3 separate regions of the Mus musculus genome follow, and all the other regions are linked to region 1. The links are chromatin contacts, called in public HiChIP or PLAC-seq and promoter capture Hi-C maps. All regions are on one chromosome and are shown on one strand. Each heading gives the region's core, a stretch centred on a gene start, on an enhancer-like site or on the middle of the called end of the contact. The rest is flanking DNA. Distances are from core to core; before and after follow the strand shown. Region 1 holds the start of 1700022H01Rik (RIKEN cDNA 1700022H01 gene). Region 2 holds the start of Ddit4 (DNA-damage-inducible transcript 4). Region 3 holds the start of Anapc16 (anaphase promoting complex subunit 16).

The links. HiChIP or PLAC-seq counts read pairs in DNA pulled down with a chosen protein or histone mark. Capture Hi-C pulls out chosen DNA fragments and counts their contacts.
Region 2: an HNF4G HiChIP or PLAC-seq map of pancreatic cancer cells shows a contact between it and region 1. The contact joins the promoter of Ddit4 here to the promoter of 1700022H01Rik in region 1. A contact is called at or near these places in 1 of 39 promoter capture datasets (liver) and 1 of 115 datasets of contacts at active chromatin or transcription factors (pancreatic cancer cells).
Region 3: a promoter capture Hi-C map of adipose tissue shows a contact between it and region 1, with 2.7 times the contacts expected there. The contact joins the promoter of Anapc16 here to the promoter of 1700022H01Rik in region 1. A contact is called at or near these places in 1 of 39 promoter capture datasets (liver) and 1 of 9 other capture datasets (adipose tissue).

Annotation. Positions count from the first base shown.
Region 1 is chr10:61,678,588-61,682,682 of GRCm38.p6, forward strand. It overlaps 1700022H01Rik (RIKEN cDNA 1700022H01 gene), which reads right to left and starts at 1,703. Exons shown (of 2, transcript NR_126477.1): 1 at 1,552-1,703. It overlaps Sar1a (secretion associated Ras related GTPase 1A), which reads left to right and starts at 1,698. Exons shown (of 7, transcript NM_009120.3): 1 at 1,698-1,826.
Region 2 is chr10:59,949,551-59,953,645 of GRCm38.p6, forward strand. It overlaps Ddit4 (DNA-damage-inducible transcript 4), which reads right to left and starts at 2,220. Exons shown (of 3, transcript NM_029083.2): 1 at 2,147-2,220; 2 at 1,767-2,022; 3 at 125-1,479. The coding sequence starts at 1,962. The coding sequence ends at 986.
Region 3 is chr10:60,001,468-60,005,562 of GRCm38.p6, forward strand. It overlaps Anapc16 (anaphase promoting complex subunit 16), which reads right to left and starts at 1,668. Exons shown (of 4, transcript NM_025514.3): 1 at 1,489-1,668. Ascc1 (activating signal cointegrator 1 complex subunit 1) reads left to right here and starts at 1,338. Exons shown (of 11, transcript NM_026937.3): 1 at 1,338-1,440; 2 at 3,328-3,460. The coding sequence starts at 3,352.

The DNA.
Region 1 (4,095 bases), core at 453-2,952:
TCATGACTGAGACCTCACCAGACCCTCCTGTAGCTTTAGACCCATTTTTATGAAATGCCTGGTATCAAACTCTGGAAGTTGGAACCAACACTGGCTAACTAAGTCGCACTCACTTGCTTTCCTTCTTAGTTCACAGGAACCATTCCTTTGCCAGCCCTGGCATTTGCAGAGACTGCCCTCCCCACCCCACTTTCTGTGGTTCTGGAACTTGAACTCAGGTTGTCAGTCTTGATCTTTGAGCAGTGTGACTGCTAATCTTGGTTGTCAAGTTGATCACATCTGGAATTAACTAAGATGAAAGCAGCTGGTCACACCTGTGAGGGATTTTTCTTGATCGGATCATATGAAGTGGGAAGACCCACCCTAAATCTGGGCCACACTCTCGAGTGGCAGCCCACATAAAAGGACATGGAAGGAGGAGGCGTTTGCTTTTTTGCCTGCTTGCCCTCACTCTCCCTGGCAAGTTCATCTGTTCTGTTGTTGAGGCATCCCTCCATTGATATTAGGACCTACTTCTTTGGGATTCCAACTTCGACTGAAGACTACTGGCTATGTAGTAGTTCCCTAGATTCTCAGCATCAGATTGGGACTGCTGAGCCTATCAGTCTGGTATGGTCTGAACCATTACCCAACTCTTGGCCTTCCCATTGGGAAACAACCAATTGTTGGACTACTCAGACCACAGCCTGTAAGCCACTCTAATAAATCCTCTTAACGATATATTGGGGTTAGAGAGATGGCTGAGCAGTGAAGAGCACTGGATGGTCTTCCAGAGGACTTGGGTTCAATTCCCAGCAGAGATATGCTCACTAGAATCTCACCATGGTCTATAACTCCCGTTCCAGGAGATCTGACACCCTTTTGGTCTCTGCAGGCAACAAACATGTACATAGTACAGACATTCATGCAAACAAAACACTTGTAAATATTTTTTAAGTTGCACATGTATAATTATTCTATCTCTGTTCCTTATTTATTCGTTTGTTTAAGACAGGGTATCGCCGTGTAACTCTGGCTGGCCTGGAACTCAGAGATCCATAGACATTAGCTTCCCAAGGGCTGGCATTAAAGGCGTGCATCACAATGCGGGGCCAGTTGTGGTTCCTCTGAGAGCCCTGGCTAAAACAGTAGGCAAACCTACCTTGACCTGATGGATGAGCTATTTTGCAAGCCCCAGTTAACTGATTTGTTCAGTGGAGCTATTAATACGTACTGAGGGTTAAACCAGATGAAGGATCCCAAGCAGTCAGGGTACTGCCCAAAACTGCTCATTAAACTCTTGTTGCTTTTATTTAGAAAGCTGAAAAATAGAAACGCTATCCCAAGGCGGGGAAAACAACTTAAAACGATGACTAGGTGACATCCACCTAGGTTGAGGTCTCCAAAGTCAATTCTACTGTCCTAGACTCTACTGATATCTGGCAGCCTCCGCTTCTGATGTCCGGCGCGCGTCTGAAAACATACTGGGATCGGAAGCCCCAGGCTGCTTAAGTAGCTGCTTAAGTTGGGGACAGAAGCCCAGGCCGCCTGACAGACGCTGCCACGTCTTACCCCGCTTGAGAGCCTCCACAGAGCGGGCGGAGCCTCACCCCGAGCGTACGTCACTCCTTAGGCCCGCCTCTCCGCGGCCAGAGTGGCTGTTAGGGCGGTACCCACAGCCCGGACGGCGTGACGCGTCGAGGGGGCGGGGCACGTGCGTGCCCGGAAGTCTCAGGGAGGGGCGTGACGTACATCCGGCGCGTAGCTGGCGGACCCGGGGACTGCTGGTCTGTGTGCTCTGAGGGAGGGTCGCGCCGCCAGCCACCGCCGGAGGAGCCCCTCGGGCCGTGAGTCGGGGCCCCAGCGGAGGAGGTGGCGGTGGGGCAGCGGGCCCGGGACGGGCCACAGCGAAGGCCGGGGCGCGGGGCCGCCGCGGAGGGGCTGGGTGGGGGTGCAGTGACACGCAGGCGGTTCCGCGGGCCGGCTCTGGGCGGGGACGGGCTGCGGGGTGGCGTGGCGGCGGTCGGGGTTTTTTTTGGGGGAGGAGACGGCTTCGTGGCCTCCATAGCGGAGGAGTCTGGTTCCTCGGTGAGGATAGCTGGAGCCCTGGCACTCATCCTTGCGTTCTGCAGATCGTGGCCCTCGAGTAGCGAGTGGGCGCTCGAGCCCCACGTTCAGCCTCTGGGTATCCGATGCCCTGTCTGGAACCCATGGTCTCTCCCTCCACCAACACCCCACTCCCATCCACCCTTTTTATTTTTCCTGTGCATGGAAAAATTCCCTCTTGGGCGATTATCGTAGATGAATGTTTTCTTCGTCATTTTTACCCAGGTGAGAATGGTACCGACCAATGGTACCATTGGTAGTCGTACCCTTTCTCAGTATCCTCCCTCACTGGGTGTTTCTTCAGTACCTGGGCACTGTCCGCTCAGGTTGAGAAGGGAGGGTTAGGGGGGAATTGTCAGGAAGCTGATCTTTGACATTCACCTTGCAGCTACGTAGACTTTCTTAGTTAATAGCCAGCTGCCTTCTATCCCAGATTCACCCGGAGTGAATATGTTTGAGAGTACGTTTTTTATTGCTTGATGGTCTTTCTGGCACTTGTTTGTTCCCATCTTGATATTTGCACGGTTTTTACTTAAGGTTCATGAATTGTGTTGTTGGTTTTAATATTCTTAACATTCCATAGATGATAGAGTAGACGAAGAATAGAAAATAGTGTGTTCTTAAGATTATCGTCTGTGTAGGTGGTAGGTTAAGGAAGAAAGTTACCTTTTACCCTTTTGGAAGTCTTATGATTGGAATTTAATATTAGCAGGAAAAGGGCTTTGGTTTTAGGTGAGAGGCTTTTCTTCTTAAATACCTTATTTTTATTTGATGTGAATTGTTGTTTTACCTCCATGTGTGCCTGTGTGAGATCCCCTAGAGATGAAGTTACAGTTCTGAGCCGCATGTGGGTGCTGGGGCTTGAACCCAGGGCCTCTGGGAGAGCAGTTGGTACTCTGAACCTCTGATCCGTCTCTCCTGGCTTTTGGAACTGATGCTTTTGACCGCACAGTCTTGAACAGGACAGGGAGCCTAAAGAGTGTCCTCGTCTTCATCTTGGCTTGCTAGAGTTGGTGGGAGGATGAGATGAAGGTATTTGTGCTGGTGCTGTATAAATTCTAAGGTTGCTGGTGGATGAATTGGTTCAGATCCCGAGATCTCAAGGACAGTGTCAGCAAGGCCATTTCTTCAGCTTTGGGCAGCAGTACAGCCCAACTCTGGGCTCTGAGAGGAGTACTACTTTTTTTTTTTTTTAAGATTTATGTATTTATTTTATGTATATGAGTACACTGTAACTGTTAGACACACCAGGAGAGGGCATCGGATCCCATTACAGATGGTTGTGAGCCATCATGTGGTTGCTGGGAATTGAACTCTGGAAGAGCAGTCAGTGCTCTTACCCACTGAGCCATCTCTCCAGTCCCAGTACTACTTTTTAACATCACTGAAGAATTCATTCTAATACTTTTCCTTATCATTTTGGTAGGAAGGCTTTTAAAACAAGAACTGGGAAGGAAAATAAATTGGAAAATGAAAGTAAGTCAGTTACGTTACCACTTAAAAAAATCCTCTAAAGTATCACATTTGTAGAATTAACCAGGCTGAGAATATTTGCTTTCCTTTTCTTTGTTTTTGTTTTTGTTTTTGTTTTTTGTTTGTTTGTTTGTTTTGTTTTGTTTTCCTTTGAAACAGAGTGTCACTATGTAGCCTACTTTGGCTTGGTGAAGCTGCAACACACTAAAGCTCCTCTTCCTGCCTCAGCCTCTCAGGTGCTGTGGTCAAAGCTTTCACACCCATGTCCATCTTGGGAATTCTTCTAAAGAGATGTGGCTAAAAACAAAGTGCTGGACTATTGGCAGCAAACCAGTGCACATGAATTAGACTTGTTGGGTGTAAGAGGCCACAGTAGGCCACAGCCTGTTAAAGATGAACTGGGTCTCTCCTGGAATAAAGTGAGAGATAAGGGAGGATGTCTGGCTAGGGGGACTGTAGAAGAAAGATGTATTGTTTTATTTACTCAATAAACTTGAATTTAAACATGTATTTGTTACTGGCTTCTTAAAGTGCTAA
Region 2 (4,095 bases), core at 970-3,469, 1.7 Mb before region 1:
CTCTGATGGCAGTTACCAGGCAGTCAGGGGACACACAAGTGGCCCCTGAAATCTGATGAAACTTGTGACCAGCACCCACCACTCTCCCTTTTCATTTATGGCGCCGATGAGACTCAAGTGTTTTAACAAACATGTTTATTAGAAAAGTAAAAATATTGCATAGGTCTTAATACTTGAACATCAAGTGTATTCATGAACCGCGAGTAACTTCATGTAAACAGGTTCTAGATGGAAGACCCAGGTGGCACTCCTCTGGGAAAAGAGGGTTCCAGCCCCCCACCCCCACCCCAGCCCCTCTCCTCACAGTTGAATCCTCCAGTACATGGGCACCGGGATGGGCTGGCTGCAGCTCCCAGGTGTAATTTTGTTTCAAGTGTCGAAGATCCCGAATGATCCTAACACCCACCCCATTCCTACTCTTACATTCATGCAGTCTGTAAGATAGCTGCCTCGAACAGGTCAGTAGTGAAGCGCCGATCCCCACCCCCCAAAACCAAGATACAAAACAAATGACAAAACACACTAGGTCCTTTCAGACCAGAAGATACACAAACTGTCGGCCACCTCCCCCTGCCTCCCCCCCAGCCCCCAACCCCCAGCCGGGGCAGAGGCCAGTGCAGACCAGCTGCCCTTCTGGCTCTGGCCCACAACTGCTGTTGTAACTTGTCAGTAATAAAAAAAAATAAGGTACATGCTACATACACATCCAGCCAGAAGCCTGTGTGACTCCTAAGCCTTTGTTTCATGCTACAGTACTGAGGGGCGTGTGCCCCAACAGGGAGCCACCTGCATACAACCTAGAGACTTCCTGGAGAACACTTCCTTCCCCCACCTGGCCCTGCGCCCCTCAGGTGGCTATCGTCAGTTTTCTAACACAGGGGACAGTCCTTCAGTCCTTGCCTGCGGGTCTCCACCACAGAAATTCCTTGTCTTCACTTTGGGGGGCAGTGAGAAACCCTCCCCGCACCCCACCCCAGGATGTAGTTCAACACTCTTCAATGAGCAGCTGCTCGGAGCTGTAGAGTTTCTTCTTGATGACTCTGAAGCCGGTACTTAGCGTCAGGGACTGGCTGTAACCAGGGACCAAGGAAGAGTTGGCAGAACTTAACAGCCCCTGGATCTTGGGCCAGAGGCGAGAGTCCAGACGCAGCACCAGGGTCAACTGAAAGGTGGGCACCAGGCTGGGGTCGAGGGCCAGCTGAGCCACGCTATGGCAGCTCTTGCCTTGCTCCACACACACGTCCAGCAGTGCCCCCCGCAGGCCGCACGGCTCACTGTATGCCAGGCGCAGGAGTTCCTTGCCCACCTGGCTCACCAGCTGGCTCGGCATGAGCAAACGCGCAGGGCGCCGCGAGCCCAATCGCGCCTGGGACAGGCTCTCCTGCAGCAGCTGCATCAGGTTGGCACACAGGTGCTCATCCTCGGGGTCACTGAGCAGCTCAAAGTCGGGCAGGGACACCCCATCCAGGTATGAGGAGTCTGGATAGAGAGAACACAGGGAAAGGGTATTGTATTAGAGCGCCTTCCACAGGAGCTGTACGGGCGGGGGAGGTGCAGTTTGCCTAAGCAAACAGTGTCCCTTTCCACTCCGTGCCTCAGTTTCCGCCCCGCAGTCTTGTCTTCTAACCCTAGAGTAATCTGTTTTTTCGTGCTGGGGTGGGAAGCCAAGGTGGCTTTGAGCCGATTCAGCTCGCTTCGTACCCACCTCCCGGGACCCCTCCCACCCCCCATCCCCGAACCCAATTCGGCCCCGGCTGAGTGCTCACCTTCCTCCGGCCCGAAGCCACTGTTGCTGCTGTCCAGGGACTCGCAGTCCGAGCTCTCCAGGCTCGCGCAGCGGTCAAGGCCCTCTTCTCTGGCTGCAGACCCCCAGGCGGAGCGCGGCGGCCGATCAGCGGCCGGAGTTCGAGACGAGGACGAAGAGGAAGAGGAGGACGAGAAACGATCCCAGAGGCTAGGCATGGCGGGGTCAGACGCCAGGACGCTGGCTGCTAAGGTCCGAATGAAGGCGCACAGAAGCCGCTGAAAGACAAGAGGGACAAGGATTTGGCGTCAGTGTCGGCGTTGCACAGGATTGAGGGCTCTGAGGCCCCAAGAGCCGAGGTCACTCCCCGACAAGATGTGCACACCCGGGAGGGACACTCACCAGCTAGCGCGGTCAGCGAAGATTGCGGACAAGAGCGCTCTGCCTCTCGAAGGGTGAGCGAACTGGTGCCAACCCCCGATCGCTGCCCGGACCTGTCCCTTCGAACCCTCTCGCACCTCCCCCCTGCCTGCTGCGATCCCTAGCACCAGCGAGCAGCAGCCTATAAGGGCTCTCCCGGCGAGGCCACGCCCCCTCCAGGTCGCAGCCCAATCGAGACCCGGGAGTGTGGCCCACCTCAGCCAATAGGCACCGGGCGCACGTTCGCAACGTTCTCTCCTGCCTGGTGACAGCGGCCTGGCCCCGCCCCCACGGAGCCCCAGAACGCTCCCGGCCGAACCCCTCTCCCCTCGCCTTAGCTTCGGCCACACCCCCTTTCTGGAAGGGATCCGAGGCGGCTTTCAGCAGCTGCCAAGGTCCCTGAGGGCGCTCGCGGTAGGGGAGGATCAAGGAAAGACTTGTTTATTATAGGGGCGCGTTGCTGGGGGAGGGGACGGCCCGTGACTGCACTGAAAAGAAGAGTTGGGGGACCTGGTGCGGCTTGAGCAGGGGAGAAAGGTACCCCTAGCTTCTGGGAGCCCAAGGGCCAAGGACACTACCGGGCGCACAACTGGATGCCCCATGGGACCGTGGCGCGGCGGCAGACGTTACTCCGTTGTCCCATGAGCATCAGTCCCACGCTGTCTTTGCTTCTGACACGCGATGCACTTTTGGTAATAGGTCCAAAGACAAGGCATCTCAGGGCCATCGGCTCCCACGTCCCCTCATCAGTGTTCCTGTTACTCTGCAGCCCCGGGGGAGCAGGGTGTAGGTTCAGGAGGACATCAAGTGCTTGCCAATTCGAGATTGTCCTCTAGCAGAGGGTTTGGGTAGGAGTTAGAGTTCACGGACTCCGATTCTTAGCGCCTGGTCCACGGCCAGGGAACAAGGGCTCACATCAAACCGACACAGTGACCCACCCGCAGGCCTTAGGGGGACAGAACACTGCAGGGCCAAGTGCCTCCCAAACCCACTGCGGCAGAGCCCCTGGCGTCCGCCGGGTCCTAGAACCCCTCCCATGCTTTGTGTTAAGGGGGGGAAAAGCGGCGGATCGGGGGTGGGGGGTGGGGTGGCAGGAGAATTCAATTCAATGGAACCCAGGACCGAGGTCTTTGGAAAAGTCCAAATGCAAGAGCCATATGGGGTTTCATCATTCAGGCGAGGCAACAGGAAATATAGCCTGGCAGCGATGCTCTAGGGCTGATAGCGATTTGTTTAGGGTAGGAGGAGATTCAGTCGGACTAGACCTGTTTTTTTGTTTTTTTTTTTGTTTTTTTTTTTTATAAAAAGGTTTGTTAATGTAGGACACTGGGACCCTGATGGAAGAAAAGACCAAACTTACATCAGACACTCTGGCCCGGCGGGCAGGAACCAAACCAGATCAGACAGGCAAGCATCACATCGCTACAGGGCAGGTTTGCTTTGACACATGACACTTGCCAGGGAAGTCAGGCCACTGTCCTTTCCAGCCCCACCCCCACTGCCCAATTTCATCTTTTGGACGGAGTTTCACGGCTGGCTGGCCTGGAACTCCCAGAGATTCTCCTGCCTTTGCCTTCCTAGTTCCAGGATGACAGTGAGTCACGAAGCATAGCTCCTACCACCGATATTTTTAAAATTAAAATTAAAAGCCTGACTTTTAGAACAGCCAGGTCTTAGAACTGCAAAAGGATGGGAATCCAAGCTCTCCCACACGTACTCTCATTTTACAGGTGGGAGACACATGGTCAGGGCAGTGGTGGCACACGCCTTTAATCCTAGCACCTGTGAAGCAGAGGCAGGCAGATTTCTGAGTTCGAGGCCAGCCTGGTCTACAGAGTGAGTTCCAGGACAGCCAGGGCTACACAGAGAAACCCTGTCTCAATAAACCAAAAAAAAAAAAAAAAAAAAAAATCACATTTATGGACACACCC
Region 3 (4,095 bases), core at 418-2,917, 1.7 Mb before region 1:
TCATGATCTTATAAAGAATCTTGCAGTGGGGCTGGGGAGAGCTACATGGAGTAAGTGTTTTCACTGGAGGGGTTGGGGAGCCCTTCAAGTCACTTACAAGCCTCACAGGTGTGGTAGCTGCCTGTAAACCCAGCCCTTGGGAGGCAGAAGATAAGCGATTCCCCATAGCAATGTTGTTAGCTAGGTTATGGGGAATGGGAATGTTCTGGGTTCAGGGAAGCTATGAAAGGCTAAGGAGGAAGACAGCAGACACCAGCTTCAAGCCTGGGCCTGGGGATGTATTGTGAGGTGGCTAGAGTGTTTGCTTACCCAAGTGTGAGGCACTGAAAAGGATCCCATGTCGTTGGAAGGAGAAAACAAACTACCTTTGTACCCTGGAGGCATCTTATAAAAACCCTTGTCACAGTGGCTCCTGGATGAATGATTTATAAATACGAGGTCAGCCGGGCGGAGGTGGCCCACGCCTTTAATCCCAGCACTTGGGAGGCAGAGACAGGCAGATTTCTGAGTTCGAGGCCAGCCTGGTCTACAGCGTGAGTTCCAGTACAGCCAGGGCTGTACAGAGAAACCCTGTCTCGAAAAACCAAAAAAAACCAAACCAAACCAAAAAAACCAAAAAAAAAAAAAAAAAAAAAAACCCCACAAAACCAACCAACCAACCAAAACAAACAAACAAACAAACCGAGGACAAAAGCAATCAGCTCAGTAGAGGCTGCAGGGGACCGAGACAGTTCCAGTCATGACTCTTTCTGCATGGAGTATTCAACCCTGTCGCTCAGGAGACTACCATCCTCATAACGAGGCACTCAGTGAACTTTTGTTGAATGATGATTATCTGGAACTTGGCCCTATCAGGGAAGCTGTGGCTGCTGCCAAGCAGAGGAAACGCTCCTAAGAAGCGGAATGATAGTTTGTGGGGCACAATATGGCTGGCGTGGTTAAATACTTACTTTGTGTACGACAGGGACGACCTCGCACTCATAAACTTTCCGCTTATAGTCTTAAAACAAAACAAAACAAAAAAAGAGATCCTCCTTTAAAATAAAGCCCAGAACAAACCAGATGCTTATGTCGATCGGGATCCAAGTGAGGTGGCTAATTATGACACCCGTTGGGTTCTACTAACAAAAATCACTAGGTGTCCCACCTAGACAGACGGATCACCACCCGCAGCACCTAGCTGCGGTAGCTCTTTCTAGGTGGGATGAAGAAGCTCGCGGGAGAGGGGAGGAGCCAGCACCCTAATCCTGGCTACTCCAACTCCACCCAGGTACGCTTCCTACCCAACAACTCGGGGAGGAAGGGAAGGCTTGCGGCCGGCCCACGGCGCAGGCGCCAACCCGCCCCACGCATGCTCAGTCGGATGACGCTGCCTTTGCATACGGCCGGCGCGGGCGAGCCTCCAGGGTCTCTTCCTACGCTCCCAGTTAGTCCTGGCAGGTAGGAGCGTAGGGGGGAATCAGGTCTGGAAGGTTCTCGGCCACTTACCTCAGCAGCTTGTGCACTTTGACTGACAGCCCCGCCCCTTGGACGAAGCCGTGCGGCCTCGCTCGCCACGACGTAGACGGCGGCGTGCGCGCGCCCGCCTGAGCTGTGGGAGTTTGATGGCGGTGCTGCGCCTGTCCCTGCGGCGGTGAGGGCTAGAGGGCGGTGCTAGCGCGCATGCGTGGAGGGGGCGGAGCCCGGCTGGGCCAGACCGAGCTTTCCGAGAACACTTCCGGGTCGCTGTGGCTGCCCCGCCCCCTTCCCCGCCCCAGTCCCCCGCAGTTTTGGTTTTCTTGCGTTGGTGCTGTCTGCTCCGCCTCTCTAGCGTAGGATGTTCAGCGTTTGCTTTTTATGTGAGAATTGCACGAAAGCATATCCACTTTTCCCTCTTCAAACACCCATGACCCAGGGCTAGTCCGCTCTCCTCCTTCTGCGCAGTCTCTGCCTGGAGCTGCTCAGGAAAGGTACCACTGTGGCTTCGTGCTCAGTGCTCACACTTTGTAAAGGCTCCTTTTCGACAGAACGTGGTTTTTGAAGTGGGAAGGGATGCTAAAGGAGTAGCACACCAGGGTGGCGCGGCACAAGACTGTTAATAATTGCATCCCCCTGCCAACGTTGATTTTCTGTTTTCTCAAAGCACGAACCCTCTTCTTGCGTCCTGCAGGTGGCTGCGGATTAGCGACTTGACTGAGGGTTGGGTCAAGCATTCATTTGGAAGGGATTGTTAGGCCTTCTTTGGTGGAACTTGTTAAGTACGTGAACTTGTAGCCGCAGCCATCTGGGATGGGAACATGGGGTAGTTTATCAGGAGCCTTTAATTCCGAATTATTGATTCAAGCGTGAAGCCGTTTGTTGTGTTCTGGAGGCAGTGGCCTCGGGAAACTGTTCCTTCTCAGTACTGTGTTGGTCCGAGAACTGTGTTAGTAAGTCATATTTTAATTGTACTGTGATAGGGAAATAAATCTGATTGGAAGGTATTTATTTCTAGCATCTTTAAAACGGCTTACCTCTCTTCCGCGGGTATTGTACCGATGGTTCCTCAATGCGTTATCAAACTGGATACGATAAAATATCATACTGGATAGGGTGAATGAAGCACTCTGCTCATACTTAGGTGGCTAGCAAGACCTCACCCCCTATAGGTTAATCAGACACCTATACAAGAACTTACACTGGTGAGCTCATGGAAAGCGACACTATTTTTGCTTAGGATGTGCTGTGAACTGCCCAGTTGAGGCCTACATAATGGAGTTTTTAATTTAAATTTCTTATTACATTTATTTATTTACGAATGTAGTCTGTGCATATGTTACCTGCCTACACAGCAGAATTTTTTTTTGTTTTTTTGTTTTTTGTTTGTTTTTTGTTTTTGTTGTTTTTTGGTTTTTTTGAGACAGGGTTTCTCTGTATAGCCCTGGTTGTCCTGGAACTCACTCTGCAGACCAGGCTGGCCTCGAACTCAGAAATCCACCTGCCTCTGCCTCCAGAGTGCTGGGATTAAAGGCGTGCGCCACCACGCCCGGCTAGCAGAATTTTTTAAATTTAAAATTTTATTACATTTATTTATTTAGTCTATGCTACTTGCCTACATAATGGAGTTTCTTTTAACTTAATTTTTTATTACATTTGTTTGTTTATTTCCATATTTTGTCTGTGCGTTTGCTACCTGGCTGCATGTGTAGTCCAGAGGACAACCTGCAGGAGTCAACTTTTTCCTTCTGCCGTGTGGGTCATCGGCCTTGGGAGCAAGTGCCTTTACCTGTTGAGCCATCTTAGTGACCTAAGTATTCATTGTTTAATTAAAAAAAAAAAAATTAAACAAAAGGGCACTTTCTTTTTCAGGACTTTCCTGGAACGTCATTTGTCATGGATGTTCTACGCCCACAGATTGTAACGTTCGATGGACGGAATTATAGAAAGAATCCCATCCAGGAGAAACAGTACCAACATGAAGAAGACGAGGATTTCTATCCTGGTAATCCTGGGGGGTCTCTTAGGTCCCACAAGAGGGAAAATGTTCTTTGTACTGTAAGGGTAATTCTTTGCTTTGTTGCTGCTCAGTGGGTCTAATAAAGCTGACCTCAGATGAGGTGTTCCTGGCTGCAGTTCGTGTGTCAAGATAGATTTCATCCTGGACAGAGGCCTCAGTGCCACGTAGAGTAACTTTTCATTATTTTTATTATTATTAAAAATTATTTATTTTATGTGAGGACATTGTAGCTGTCTACAGACACACCAGAAGAGGACATCAGATCCCTTTACAGATGGTTGTGAGCCACCATGTGGTTGCTGGGAATTGAACTCAGGACCTCTGGTAGAGCATGCAGTGCTCTTAACTGCTGACCTATCTCTCCAGCCCTCATTATTATTTTTTAAATATGTGTGTGTGTACATGTGATCACGGGTGCCCAAGGAAGCCTAAAGGGGTGTTAATTGGATCTCCTGGAACTGGACTCACAGGTGCTTCTGAGCCACTCAGTTGCAGAGTGCTGGGATCAGAACTCAGGTCACCTGCAAGACCAATAAGGGCTCTTAGCTGCTGCGCCCCCCTGTGGAGTACTTGTTAATTACTACTGTTACCTATAAATATTCTGTGGCAAAATTAAACCC